Regions from separate parts of the Sus scrofa genome. Here region 1 is linked to region 2. A link is a contact called in public Hi-C data. All regions are on one chromosome and are shown on one strand. The core of a region is the stretch at or near the end of the contact, and the rest is flanking DNA. Distances in the headings are between cores, read along the strand shown.

Region 1 (6,494 bases), core at 3,301-5,800, 200 kb before region 2:
TTTCCTTTTCTGGGCTCTGACTCTCAAGGAAGGTGGCCGTTGGAAAGACCAGGCGGCTCCTCCTGGGGCCAAGCCTCGCTGCCCCGAGGTTCCCCCAGGTCCGTTAGGAGCTCATCCAGCAAGGGAGGGCTGGGTGTGCTTTGGGAGGCTGTCTGCCACTTGTCAGGGAAAATGATGATCATTGTCATAACAGGCCGTTACCCTTGAGCTTGGTGCTTATGGGCTGTTCACGTCCTCTGCCTGTGCCTGCAGGGCAGGGTGGGTACTAGACTCTCGTGTATCTTCTTCCTCTGGATTTTGATGTGCGATGGTTGGGATGTTCTTGTTTCCCTTTGAATCGAATCACGTGTCCTGGCAGCTTCTACCCAGGGTTTTGTTTCGCCATCAGTAACTTCACAGATTGTGTCTGACTGCTTCTTACAGTGACGGCTCCTTCAGCTATTTGCTTTTTTTTAGGGCTGCACCTGTGGCATGTGGAGATTCCCAGGCCAGGGGTCAAATCAGAGCTGTAGCCGCTGGTCTACACCACAGCCACAGCAACACCAGATCCGAGCCTCGTCTGCAACGTACACCACAGCTCATGGCAATGCCGGATCCTTAACCCACTGAGCAAGGCCAAGGATGGAACCCGCAACCTCATGTTTCCTAGTTGGATTCATTTCTGATGTGCCATCATGGGAACTCCTCCTTCAGCTCTTTGAAGGTCAGAGGCTACCCACCCTAGACTTCCTCCTCCATCATTCTGGGAAAACTTCAGACCTCTGTGGGTGATGCTTTTCTTTTTTTAAATTTATTTTTTCCTTTTGAGGGCGGCATCCATGGCATATGGAGGTTCCCAGACTAGGGGTCAAATCAGAGCTACAGCTGCCAGCCTACACCACAGCCACAGCAACACCAGATCCCAGCCAAGCTGTGTGTGACGTACACCATAGCTCACAGCAACACTGGGTCCTTAACCCACTGAGCGAGGCTAGGGATCGAACCCACATCCTCATGGATGCTATTCGGGTTCATTACCTGCTGAGCCACAACGGGAACTCCAGTGATGCTTTCAACAAGATTACCAGCCATCCCAGAGTGGAGCCGGGAAGCCAAGGTTGGCAGAGTCAAGGTCACAATCTGGAGTCACTTGCCTGGGCGTGGCCCAGCTGGTCTCCTGGCTCCCACTGGGGTTCTCTCGCCTCTTATGCAGGAGTGATGTTTCATGAGACATCCGTCTCTCTGTAACCATCAGCATGTCCCACCCCAGATCCTACAGTCCCTTCATCTCAAAGTGGCCCATTATTTCCCCTGCACTGGGTACACACAGACGGTCTTGTCCAAACCCCTATTTCCATCTGGGGACTGAGGCCCAAAGAAGCCCACTAATGTTCTCAAGGCTACCATCCTAGAAAGCTGGTCTCTAGACTCCTATCCCAGTGCTCCCTGAGCCAGAGGGCCAGGACAGAGTGGGGGAGGGGCAGGAGTGCGCTGGGCCATCACCCAGGGGCTGTGATCGAGGCCAGAGGAGGTGTCTGAACCCTGTTCTGTTGTCCAAGCCCATGCGGGGGGCGGGGGGGGGAGGTTTTGTAAAGTTGACTTGATGGGGGTGGCCAGGCAGGGCAGGCAAGCCCAGGGCCCAGCGGTGAGGCCTAGGTGTTTGCTTGGCATCCAGGAAGTCTCCGCCCACTGCCTGTCTGTTTGTTGGACAGCCTGGACCCTCTCTGGGGAGATTCCATGGCCAGCAATGCTGTAAGGAGGCCTCTTTCCCTAGGCTTTGGGAGAAGGGCTGGATGTGGGGTGTAGGCAGAGAAGAGCATAAGCTGGAATGGCAAGCTCTGCCGACGTAGTGGGATAGGAGAGGCAGGCTTTGCAGCACAGGGTTGGCCCGAGATAATTGGGCTTTAAGGCTTCCTGCCTTAAAAATTCAACCCCAAGTCCCCTCCCGGCTCGTCCTCCCATCCTAGGCTGGGATACTGAAGCTGACGTGGTGCTGCGTCCCCACTCTGGCAATGTCTGTGACAGAGATCATTCAGAAGGCTCCAGCCAGGGACTGAGACGGGGAAACGGGGGAGGTGAGTCCCCAGAGTGGAGGGGACCTCCTTGTGGGATGGGGGACACAGAATCAAGTCTAGAACTGGGTAGTTCCGGGTCCCCACCCTCATCCCAACCCCAGCTGAAGCTGGAAGCATTGCTCTAAGAAGGAAATCTCTGGAATCCGGGAACCTGGGCCCTGCTGCCTGGACAAGCCACCAGAGGGCGCTGCTGAGCTCCTGCACCCCTCTCCTCGCTCCACCCCTCTCTGCTCTGGGCTTTATCTCTCTGAATTTGGAGACAAACCAAAACTTCAGAAAAGTTGCAAATGCAGTGCAAAGGACTTCCCCCCCCCCCCCGAGCTCTGAGAGTAAGTTGCTGAACATTGCCCTACCACCCCGAAATACTTTCCTATTTTCCTGCAAGAACATTTCCTACCTAACCCAGCAGGTCAGGCAATTGACACTGATGCGTGACTACCTTCTCATCCTCAGACCCCACCAAAGTTTGGCCAGTTGTCCCAGTGACGTCCTTTAGGGGCATGGAAAGAATCCAGTTCAGAATCAGCTGAGGCATGTGGTTGTCATGTCTCTTTGGTGTCCTTCATTCTGGAAATTTCCTCAGCCTTTCCCTGACTTCTGTGACCTTGTCACTTTGGAAGATTATATAAAGCCATTTAGTTGGTAGACTGTCCCTCCACTGGGGTTGGTCTGATGTTTCCTCATGATTAGATTCAGCTTGTGTCTCTTTGGCAGGAGAATCGCAAAAGCGATGCCCCATTCTCAGTCCGCCCCCCTCCTCCACCCATAGCGCGGGATCTCCATTCCTCCCATTACTGGTGACGTTACTTTGATCATTTGATTAAGCTGAATCTGCCAGGAAAAGTGACTTTTTCCCCCTTTGTGATTTATAAGCATGATGTAGGGAGGCGATTCGAGACTCGTAAATACCCCCATCGTCATCACATTTCAATGTATTCACTTATTTCGAATCATCAGTATGGGCTCATTCAAGCCATTACTGTCATTAGGTATTTTGATGCTCAGATCTTCCCAGACCTGAGGGGCCCCTTCCAGCTGGCTCCTGTGTCCTTTTGTCTGTCTGTCCCCCTTTGATTTTCTGGTTCCCTTTATAGTCTCTGTGCGTTTCTATCTAATCTCTCTCATCCTCTCTTGTGCTTGGTCGTCTCTGTCTTTGTCTCTGCCTTTATCTTCTTTTGTCCTCTTTGTCTGGCCACTGCTTTTCTCTGTTACATTTTGTCTTTCTCACTCTTGTCTCTCTGTCTCTGACACCGTCTTTCTGCCTATCTCTTTGCCTCTCTGTCTTGCTGGCTTTCTGTCTCTTTCCTTCTGCCTGTTTTTCTCCTTGTGTCTCTCTTGGCTCAGTCTCTCTTGCCCAGGACTCACCACTATGGGGTCTTTAGCTGGGAAACCTGGACATGCTGGGTTTGTGGGACGCTGCCTCCCATCTTCTGAACATGTAGAGCTGGGAGACTGGGAGCAGGGTGCAAGGTGGGAGGACTTGCAGGAGACCCCTCTGCCTAGAACGGCGGGGTCTGCATTGTGTCGGGACAGGTCCGTCTATGCACAGAGGGCATCAGAAACCTCTGTACCTTGGGGGGTGGGGGGCTGGAGGGAAGCGCCAATGTCTGTGTTCTGCTGGCCCCTGTTGTTGAATCAGGTTAGACTCCAGGGGGAGGTTGGTGCCTTGGGGAGAAATGGTACCTGTGCGTCCCCCTGCCCCCCACCACATAAGTGACTTCCTGGAGAGGCAACAGGAAGAGCTTTTGCGCCTGGGCTGGGGGCTGTCGGGGGGGGGGGAGGAGAGTGATCCTAAGCAGCATGGCTGCAGGACTTTGTGGCTTTAGGGTGTGTTCCCAAGTGTGGTTGCAACGGATGTGGGGCCCAACCTTGCACTGTCTGTGGGGGCGAAGCTGAAGCCTGTGGTAGCAGTGGGTGGCAGCTGATGGAGAACTTGAGGCAAGCCAGATGCAGGGAAGGCCTGCACTGCAGCTGGCCTCTCATCCCATGTGTGTGGGGGCGGTTTTAAAAAGCATATCTAGGGAGTTCCCATTGTGGCTCAGTGGTTAAGAACCTAACTAGTATATGTGAGGATGCAGGTTCAATCCCTGGCCTCACTCAGTGGGTTAAGGATCTGGTGTTGCCATGAGCTGTGGCTCAGATCTAATGATGCTGTGGCTGCAGTGTAGGCTGGCAGCTGTAGCTCTGATTGGAGCCCTAGCCTGGGAACTTCCATGTGCCAAGGGTGCAGCCCTAAAAAGAAAATAAATAAATATAAAAAAGACACCCCAGAAGGGCCTGCGGTCCGAGATGTTGGGTTCCCGTTGTTGTCTGACCCGCCGTGGTCATTTCCCTGGTCACCTCTCCCAGAAGTGGGCTCAGGGCCTTTCACAGCGGAAGGGGCTCTGGCTTCTCCTTTCCCGCAGTGCTTGCCCGTATCTCCCTTGGCCCCCTGGTCCTTTCCCCGGGAGCCCGGCCCTCTGCCCTGGCCTGACTACTGTGCTCTCCTCCCACAGCCAGAGGATCTGGAGGCCCCCAAGACTCACCACTTCAAAGTGAAGACCTTCAAGAAGGTGAAACCCTGTGGGATCTGTCGACAGGTCATCACCCGGGAGGGCTGCACCTGCAAAGGTGAGTAGGTGCTTGGGCCCCGGGGGATGGGGGAGGGGGTGCGTCTTCACGGTCTTGAGATGGTCTGGGCCCCAGGTTGGACTGTCCCCGGGGTCCTACTTGGTGCCTGGTGCTCATCTGGGAGGGGATGCTGAGCGTGTGGGTATGAATGGATAGCACGTGGCAGGTGATGGGTGGCTTGGAAATGGCTTGTAGCTTATGTGTAGATGACATGAAGAGAGCACGGAGATAGTACACAGATGGCATGTGAATGGCATGGGGCAGGCGTGTGGATGGTATGTGGCAGCAGGTGGAAGGTGTGTGGTTAGTGTGGCTTGTGTGTGAGGGGCTGTGGTTGGCCTGTGGATGGTGTGTGGTTGGTACGTGGAGGGCATGTGGGAGGTGTGTGGGTGGCATGTGCCTGGCACTGGGAGTACTTCAAAGATGCCAAGCCACAGTCCTCCCCTTGTGGCAGCTTAGGGGGTGTTTAAGGGGCCCCCATTCAGCCCCAGGGGAGGGCCTGCTGGCTGCCAGGCTTTTGCAATCACGCTTCTCATGTGCTCCTGGAATGGCCTGGGCTTGGCTGTCCCTGTGGCCGGAGGAGTTGGTATCTTGGCCCAGGTCATACAGTGAAATCAGCAGGAGGCCTCTGTGCCCAGTCTCAGGGACCGACCCCACCACCCAATCAGTTGCCCCACCAGCCAGATGCCTCCCCCTCTCTCTCACCCCTCCTCCTGTTATTGCCAGCTCCCTCCCCACCCCTACAGCTTCTCTGCAGCCAATGCATCTCTCACCTGTACATGCCTCACCTGTACCTGTCTTACCTGTACATCTCTCACCTGTACTGCCTCTCGCATCCTGACCCGCCCTCTCGGTCTATCTCCATATCAGCTTCTGGGGGGCCTTGGTGTCAGTTCCCTGGGTAGAGCCTTGGATCCCTCCCAACACACACTCAAGACAAAGCACAGACTCCTTCCTGTGGCTGCACAGGCGCGTGGATCCACCTCTTGCCGCCTCTTGGACCCATCCCCCTGGCCCCAAGCCCATGGTGAAACCTTTCGTACTTCCCAATATGCCAAGTATACCAAACATGCCAAAGGGCCCACTCTTGCCTGGAGCTTTGCTCACGTGCTTCTCCCACCTGGATTCTCTTCTCTTCCTTCCCTCTGAGCACAGGTCCTGGCGGGGCAGGGAAAATGGGCATCAGAGCCCAGGGATCGATGATTAAAGCACTTCGTATTAAAGCCCTCACACTCACTCTCATGCAGTGCTCTCAGCATCTGGGGGGCGCTGATGTCATCCTTGTTTTACGGATGAGGAAACTGAGGCTCAGACTAGTTAAGTCTCTTGCCAAGGCACACAGCCGGCTGGGTGGGGGGTGGGGTTTCCAATGCGTGTTCTCTGGGGGAGGGAGGGCTTCTTAGATGGGGAGTTTCAGCTGGTATTGGAGGTTGGAATGGGTGGATGGAAGTGTGTGAGTGTGTGGGTGTGTATTTGTGGGGGACATTCCAGGCAAGGCCTGCTGTGGGCTGAGGGCAGAAGTTTGTGGTCCTTAACTGCAGGGCTCTGACACGGAGTTTAGAGGAAAAAAAAAAACATGAACTTTTTGCAATACCAAAAGTAGCCACATGGTGACACCCTCCTCCCAAGAGGTCTGGCTGGGATGGGTGGTGGTTTACGGAGAAGCCAGGGAGGCACTGCCTGGGGCGGGGTTTTGCATTTTGCTTGCCTCACTGCCTCCATCCCACCCTATCCCTTGAACCTGACCCCTCCCGCAGTTCCTTCCCTCAGCCCAGTGACCCCCCAGTGCTTCTCCGTCAGGAGGCAGCACAGGGCTGAGGGTAGAAAAAA
Region 2 (6,952 bases), core at 4,379-6,878:
GCACCTTCCCCAAGGCAAGTGGCCCAGCCTCGGGCAAGCAGGTGGCTCCTACCAGCTCCCAGCCCTCAGCCCCCTTTTGGGTTTCGTGCCCAGATCAGCCTTCCTCAGACCTGCTTATGTGCATGACGCCTTTTTGGGTGCTGGGGATCGAGCCTTCCTGCTCTGCCCTGTCCTGTCCTGTCCCACGGGGTTCTCGTGTTGGGGCTCATCCTGGGAACCTGCTTCCAGAAGCCCTGCTTGGCGAGGCCCAGGGAGACACCCACAGTTCTTGTGCTCCTTCTGCAAGGGTTTGGAGGTCTGACTTTTGCAGGGCTTCTGCCCAGGGGAGCTGGGCCGAGCTTGGGGTGGGGTGGGGGCTGCCACCTGTACCCCACGTGGCCTGCCTACCATACCAAAGCCTTGCTCCCTCCCCCTTCTGTCTCAGTTTCCTTCCCAGGCCCAGCTGGTGTTGAGCAGAAGGCATATATTTAGGCCAAAGGGCCAAGAGTCCAGCTGGGCAATTGGGAAGCCCCAGAGCCTCACCCGAGGTCTCTAAGCTGGATGGAAAAAGCCACCAGGACTCCATCCTTCAGTAGCTTCTTAAGCCTCTGGGTTCCCTAGAGAGAGGCATTGTACTGATATATAAATATATATAATATATATATGTGAGACATACTGACAGAATCTGTAAGCTAATAAAATATAAGAAAAGGTTAAAAAAAAAAGACTAGGTAAATTGACAGGAAGTATTTATTATTTCCCCATATTGTTTTATTGCCTCCCTGGTGGAAACCAACCCCCATCCTTCTCTCTATGCATAAGCGAAGCCTTTATCCTTGGAGCAATCAGGGGTCTCCTTACCCTGGCCTTGGCCTTCCCTAGACTCTGTCTGAGGCTCAGCGGGGAGGGGAGGGGCGTGCACGTGTTTGAGCCCCTCCACATCCCTTATTTTTGGCAGGCTCGGGCCTGGCTCTCAGTGCCCAGAGATGCAGAGATGAGAGGGGAGCTGCCCGCCGCCCCATGGGGCCCAAGCGGGTGTGGGAGCCGGGCAGGGGTGGGGGGGCTGGTGTGACATGGGTGTGCATGGTGGGTGTGGGTGACCTGTGCGTCTTGCATTTTTTTCTCTTCCGAGAAGCTGTTATCTGTGCGGTTGTTGTGTTTTAGGGAGTTGGAAAGGAGAGCATCTGAGGGACCAGCTGCATTCCCCCCCACCGCCAGCCACTTCCCAAAGGCTGAAACCGCGTTCTCAGTGAACCAGGTCCTCCCAAGTGCTCTTCCTTCTGAGGCCTTCAAGCCACGTACCCTGATCTCCCCTCTCTCATGCCCCGTCTAACCCCAGCTCTCCCCAGACAGAAAAAGGATGTTCCCTCCCACTTTCTTTGTAAATATCTTCATCTCCCACTGGACAGCCCCGGGGACTCTCTCCTCCTGGTCTGGACGGCCAGGCGGAGCCTCGGACCCTTCGGGCGTCTGGGGTCAGTCTTCGCATTACTTTCCCACCGCCCACCAGCAGCCGCCCTCCCGGCACGGCCATCCCGCCGCACTCAGGCCTGAGCTGTGTGTGACCCCAGGAAGGATCAATTTCCTAGAGCTTGGCCTGTCCAGAGGAATGTTGGGGATGGGTACCCCAGGCCCCAGCATGGCCTCACCTGGGGCTCAGACACTGCTTGGGAAGACACTGTAACCCTCCCGTGTCTCACGGATTAAGCCCGTGCGCACGCGCGCGTGCGCACACACACACACGTTCACACACATACACACACCACCACAACACTGTAGCATATTCTTGCCAAAGATTTCCTTTAAAAGAAAGCACTTTTAGTCATTTTTGTTATTATTTTGTAAATGTGTACCCTTTTTTCTCCCCTCCCCTTCCCCCATGTTTTGGGCTGTTGTTTATTGTTGAATCTGTTTGTCAGCCAGGAGAGTGCCTTCTAGTCTTGAAAACGGGCTGGGGATGGGAGATTGGAAGAGGGCCTGGGAGTTGCTGGCAGGAAAGAGCCAGAGAGGAGAGAGGCCCCGGCCGGCTTGTGCCGCAGCGAGGCAGACCTCAGGCAGGCTCAGGCCCCAACGCCAGGCCCAGCCTACCTCTTGCCGTGCAGCCAGGCCTCTGAGTATGGTGTCTGCAGGGAAGGCAGTGACATCAGCAGGGAGAGAGGACTAGCAGGGTCCATGTGGCCCTTCCCGGCTGGAGCCAGAGGGGAGGGGAAGGCATGGGAATGACGGAGACGTGACCTGGAGGGGAGATGAGGAGGAGGGGAGCTGGATGAGCAAGCTCCGGGGGGAGTGGACTGCCCTGGCCCCACAGTATCCTGGCTCCCTCATTCAGCCGTCCAGCCAGGTGATCTGGGGACAGGTGATTGTCCCAGGTTGGGGAAAGGCCCTTTGATCCTGATGCTCATTGGAGCTTCTCCTGTAGCAGCTCCAAATACTTGAGGACTATAAGGGTCCCTCTCCCCTGGCAGGGTTTTGGGGGATCCCTGGGTGTATCAGAGACAGGCAGGATGGGGATGGTGTCTGGTGGCTGAGTGACTATAAGAGGGAGCCTTTGTAAAGGCTCTCAGGAGGGAGGGAGAGGAACTGGGCATTCTTCTGTCCCACTTGGATGGGCCGGGCAGAGGCTGGGGCTGTGGATGCATCTGTCACCAAAACAGTATCTGTGCCCCACTTTCTCCTCCTCACTGAGGTTCATCCACCACCCCTGTCTCCTGGGTCTTCTCCCCTTCTTTGGTTTTTCCCAGCTTCAGGATCGGGATGATCAAGGGGCAGGGGTGGGGGGTGGGTCACTGCCCTTTCTAAGGGCTGCTCCAGTCCCAACATCTCCCATCTTCGGGATCCTTGGAGGGGCTGGGGGCAGTCCTGGGGCCACACTTCACCCAGGCCCAGGCCCTGAAATCCTGAGACTGGAGTCCCCCTGCCAGTGGTAACACAGGACGTGTGCGTGCGCGTGTGCAAGTGTGGGTGTGTGTGCGTATTTGGCTCGTCTCTTTAGGGAATTTGGGAGTTGGGTCAGAGGTGGTGGGTGATGGATGTCAAGTTCACTAGCACCCAGTAGAGAAAGGAATCCGGAGGCGAGGCCTCTAGGGCCCCGGTTGGGGGAGAATCTCAGTGCTGGCGATGGATGGCGGGGATGGGCCACACCAGGTGGCACTCCTCTGTCCTCAGATGTCCCAAAGGTTGGAGGACCTCTCTGTTCACTTCCCACACCGGGGCTCTTCGCAGCGGCGAGCTGACCGGAGCAGGCTAGGCCACTTTTGTTTCTAATCAGTGTGCAAGGGTTTGAGGCTCTCCTGTGTGTCCACACGTGCAAGAGAGCCCATCTGTGCACGCGTGCTGTGTTTCCCCACTTCTCTCCTCTCCCACATGTCCTTCAAAACAGATGTAAGAAATTCCTTCCCCCCCCTCCCCCCACCTCCAGGCCCTCGGCAGGAGAAACAGAATAACCTAGCATCCTCCCCAACCTCTGGCTGTGTATTTATACAGATGGAAATATACTTTCTATTTTGTTATCATCGTGCCTAGAACTCTGCCACCTTGTATAAACCCTAATGTATGCTACTTACTGGATATGAATGTATTGTACACTGAGGCTGTCCCGCTCCTGTACAGCTGCTTCGTTTCTTTGCGATCCATCGTATGGCTTTATACATGATAAAGTGAAAGAAAAATCAGTGCCATTATGTAGCTGTGTTGTTTGGAAAGGGGGACTGTCAGCTCTCCAGTGGGCGGAAGGGGCCTCGGCCAGGCTCTGGGTGCGTGGTGGGCTTCCCCAAATCCTCCCAGCCGCTTGCCTACCTACCATCCAGGTCGTGGGTCTGCTTACGATGAGTTTTTCATCTGGATTCTTTTAGCTAGAAAAGAAACTCAACTCAACATGGTTTAATGGGGTGGGGGGAGGAGAAAAAGGAATCGAGTGGGACATGTGACCAAGAAGTCCAAGCACAGCTGGATCCAAGAGCTCAAATGGCAGAATCAGGAATTTGGCTCTATTACCTGGTTCTGAGTTGGCTGAGTTCTCAGGCAGACTCTCTCCCAGTGGCGGTACCACCGGATGCTCCAGAATATGGCCCCTCGAGGCCTCAGGCTCTCTTCCTACCACTAAAAAGCTCCTTTTTTTTTTTTTTCTCCCCAGTGTTGTCAACAAAGACCTGGGACAAATGCTCATGGGCTCTGATAGACCCTGCTTGGGTCCTGTGACTAATTCGGAACCAAGGGTTCCATCTAGATCTGGGTCACGTGATGGCTTCTGGAGCCTTCTGAACCACAGAGATGGAGAATGGGGCGGTAGCTGGTCCCTGATGAGCTGGGGTTTCTCAGAGGCAGGGGGAAGAGAGGCTGCCAGGCAGAACCCATGACTGCCCATCGGATGGCCCGTGGGCATCTCACTTGGACCCCGGGCCCAGTGGTCCTGGGTGGATTCCTTGCAATTCAGGAAGTTTGAGATGAGGCACACCTAGCGCAGTGCAGGGTTCCTGGGGAGATGGCAAATAAACACATGCCACAGCTGCGGTTCCCCATCGAGTTGTTTTGAGCTCCGATGAGCTGATATGGTGAGCGTGTGCTGAGACCCCCATGGGGCCAGCATAGTGAGTACCGAGGGCAGCTCCTCCAACTGTTTGGTCCCAGGACTCCTTTACATTCGGTTTTCCTTCCTTCCTTTTTTTTTTTTTTTTTGTTGGCCTTTCAGGGCCACATCCACAGCATAGAGAAGTTCCCAGGCTAGGGGTTGAATCAGAACTGCAGCTGACAGCCTACACCACAGCCACAGCAGTGCCAGATCCAAGCCATGTCTATGACTTAGACCACAGCTCACGGCAACGCCAGATCCTTAAGCCACTGAGCCAGGCCAGGGATTGAACTCGCATCCTTATGGATACTAGCTGGATTTGTTATCGCTGAGCCACAGCGGGAACTCCAACGTTCTTAAAAGTTATTGAGGACCCCAAAGAGCTTTTATTCATATGGTTTCTACTTTCCATACTCACCATATTATAAATTAAACCAGAACATTTCAAAAGTGTGTATCAATTCACTTCCCCAGCACTATTAAACTCACCACATGTTAATGCTTTTATGAAAAATGATATTTTCTAAAATAAAAAAGATCAGGTGAGAAGGGTAACACCGTTTTGCATTTTTGAAAAGCTTCCTTCATGCCTGGCTTAACAGAAGCCAGCTGGGTTCTCCTATGTGCTCCTGCACTCACTGTGTTGTGATATCACACGTGTGCCTCTGGAAGACCCCACCACACACTCGTGGGAAAATGAGGGTGAAAAAGGCAAATAACAGGTTAGTATTATGAAGAAATTAGGTTTGATAAGTTTTGACTTCACACAACCTCTGAAAGGGTCTCAGGGATCGCTGGGGTCCCGGTCTGTGCTTTGAAAACTGCCGCTCTAAGGGACCAGGACACAGGGAGCAGAAACACCCCGCCTGTGATAGAGGATTAACACCCATCGCACCCCCTCTGTGTGCCAGGCTTCATCCTGTCTAATGTTCCTAATGAACCCACGAGGCAGATGTTGTTACCATGCCAAGTGACAAACAAGGAAACTGAGGCCGCAAGAGGTCATTTAGCTTCTAAGTGGCAGAGCTGGTGCTTGTCACTACTGGTGACAGCTGGCATTCCTCACACCCTCTAAGTGCCAGGGATGGCGCTGAGCACATACGTGTATTTTCTCAAGCCACTTACCCGGAGAGATAAGGGCGCTGTCCTTGTCTTCATTTTACGGAGAAGGCAACTGAGGTTCAAAGGAGTTCAGAGATTGCTGGAAATCACAAAGCTGCTAAGTGGCAGAGCCAGGCTACGAGCATAGGCTGAGCTGACTTCTCAGTCCACGCCCTTCCCAGCTCACGCCTCTCGCTCTGCTCCCTGGCTGTGCCACAGAAGGGAAAGACAGACTCTGATGAGGGATGGGCAGACAGGAGAGCAAACCGACAGCTTTAGTCAGGAGGTCAAGGGCTGGGCAGTGGTGCTGGTTTCCCCTGGGTGGCCCAGGGCTCTGGCTGTGTGATGGGGTAGGGCACCTTCGATGCCCCCTAGCTGTGCAGTCAGGTGAACACCTCAGGCTGGTCATGGTGCAGGGGAGGAGAGCCAGGCTAGGACCTGTGTGTGGGGCTGATCTAGCCTGTCTTCCAGGGGACTGCACAGTGAGGCAGGGTGGGGGCCAGCTGTGCTCCCAGTGCCCTTAGGACGGGAGAATGGGCTAGGGCTGCAGCGGAAGCCGGTGAGGAAGTGAGTGCTCACCACTTACCTTATTATACTGAATAAGGTGTGTTTTTTTTTTGTTTGTTTGTTTTTAACACTGCATCTGAGGCATATCAAAGTTCCCAGGCTAGGGGTTGAATCAGAGCTGTAGCTGCTGGCCTATATCACAGCCACAGCACCTTGGGATGGGAGCTCAGTCTGCGACCTGCACCACAGCTCACGGCAATGCCAGATCCTTAACCCACTGACTGGAGCCAGGGACTGAACCCATGTCCTCATGGATACTAGTCAGGTTCATTACCACTGAGCCACAACGAGAACTCCAAGGACATTTTCATTTCCTGTAAAAAAGTGTGGTCCAGGCACTGCCAGCATCAGCATCCCCTGGGGATTATTAGGAAGGCAGACCCTCTGGTCCCATCTCAGAGCAGATCAGAACCTGTGCTTTAACAAGAACCTCAGGAAGCCTGCACGGGTGCTGAAGTCCGAGCAGACTGGGTGGGTATCACACAGCTGCACTTGACCCTGGGCCCGAGATGCTGAGCCTGGACTTGCCTCAGCACCCCTGGGAAGGTCAAGACTGCAGCACTCTTGTCTGGGTCCCTACTGGAGATGAGCGGCCACAGGCCTCACCTCAAGGCCCGTCCTGCTGACAGGGTTCTGGAGCCTTCGCAGAGACTGGGGCCAGGCGGGATGAGGCCTGACCCTGCTGAACTGGAACTCCAGTTGCAGCAGATGTGCAGGGTGTGAGCAGAGTCTGACCTG

Evidence for each region. A called contact is a pair of places that touch in the nucleus more often than the background predicts.
Region 1: a contact with region 2 is called in a Hi-C map of fetal skeletal muscle, with 2.9 times the contacts expected there. The contact joins the promoter of TNS1 here to the enhancer-like site in region 2. A contact is called at or near these places in 2 of 5 promoter capture datasets (fetal liver and liver), 25 of 47 Hi-C or Micro-C datasets (alveolar macrophages, brain, embryonic fibroblasts and 14 more) and 2 of 2 datasets of contacts at active chromatin or transcription factors (alveolar macrophages and skeletal muscle).

What each region holds. Positions count from the first base shown.
Region 1 is chr15:120,141,853-120,148,346 of Sscrofa11.1, reverse strand. It overlaps TNS1 (tensin-1), which reads left to right and starts at 4,550. Exons shown (of 36, transcript XM_021075207.1): 1 at 4,550-4,664.
Region 2 is chr15:119,944,832-119,951,783 of Sscrofa11.1, reverse strand. TNS1 (tensin-1) reads left to right here. Exons shown (of 36, transcript XM_021075207.1): 36 at 1-3,651. Among named protein-coding and RNA genes, the nearest start is that of TNS1, 200 kb to the left of the region's middle. Within about 2 kb of position 5,628, at least 7 of the 83 cell types and tissues checked have an H3K27ac peak or open chromatin away from gene starts, as enhancers often do. A contact at or near this core is called in fetal skeletal muscle and skeletal muscle, where this site is marked.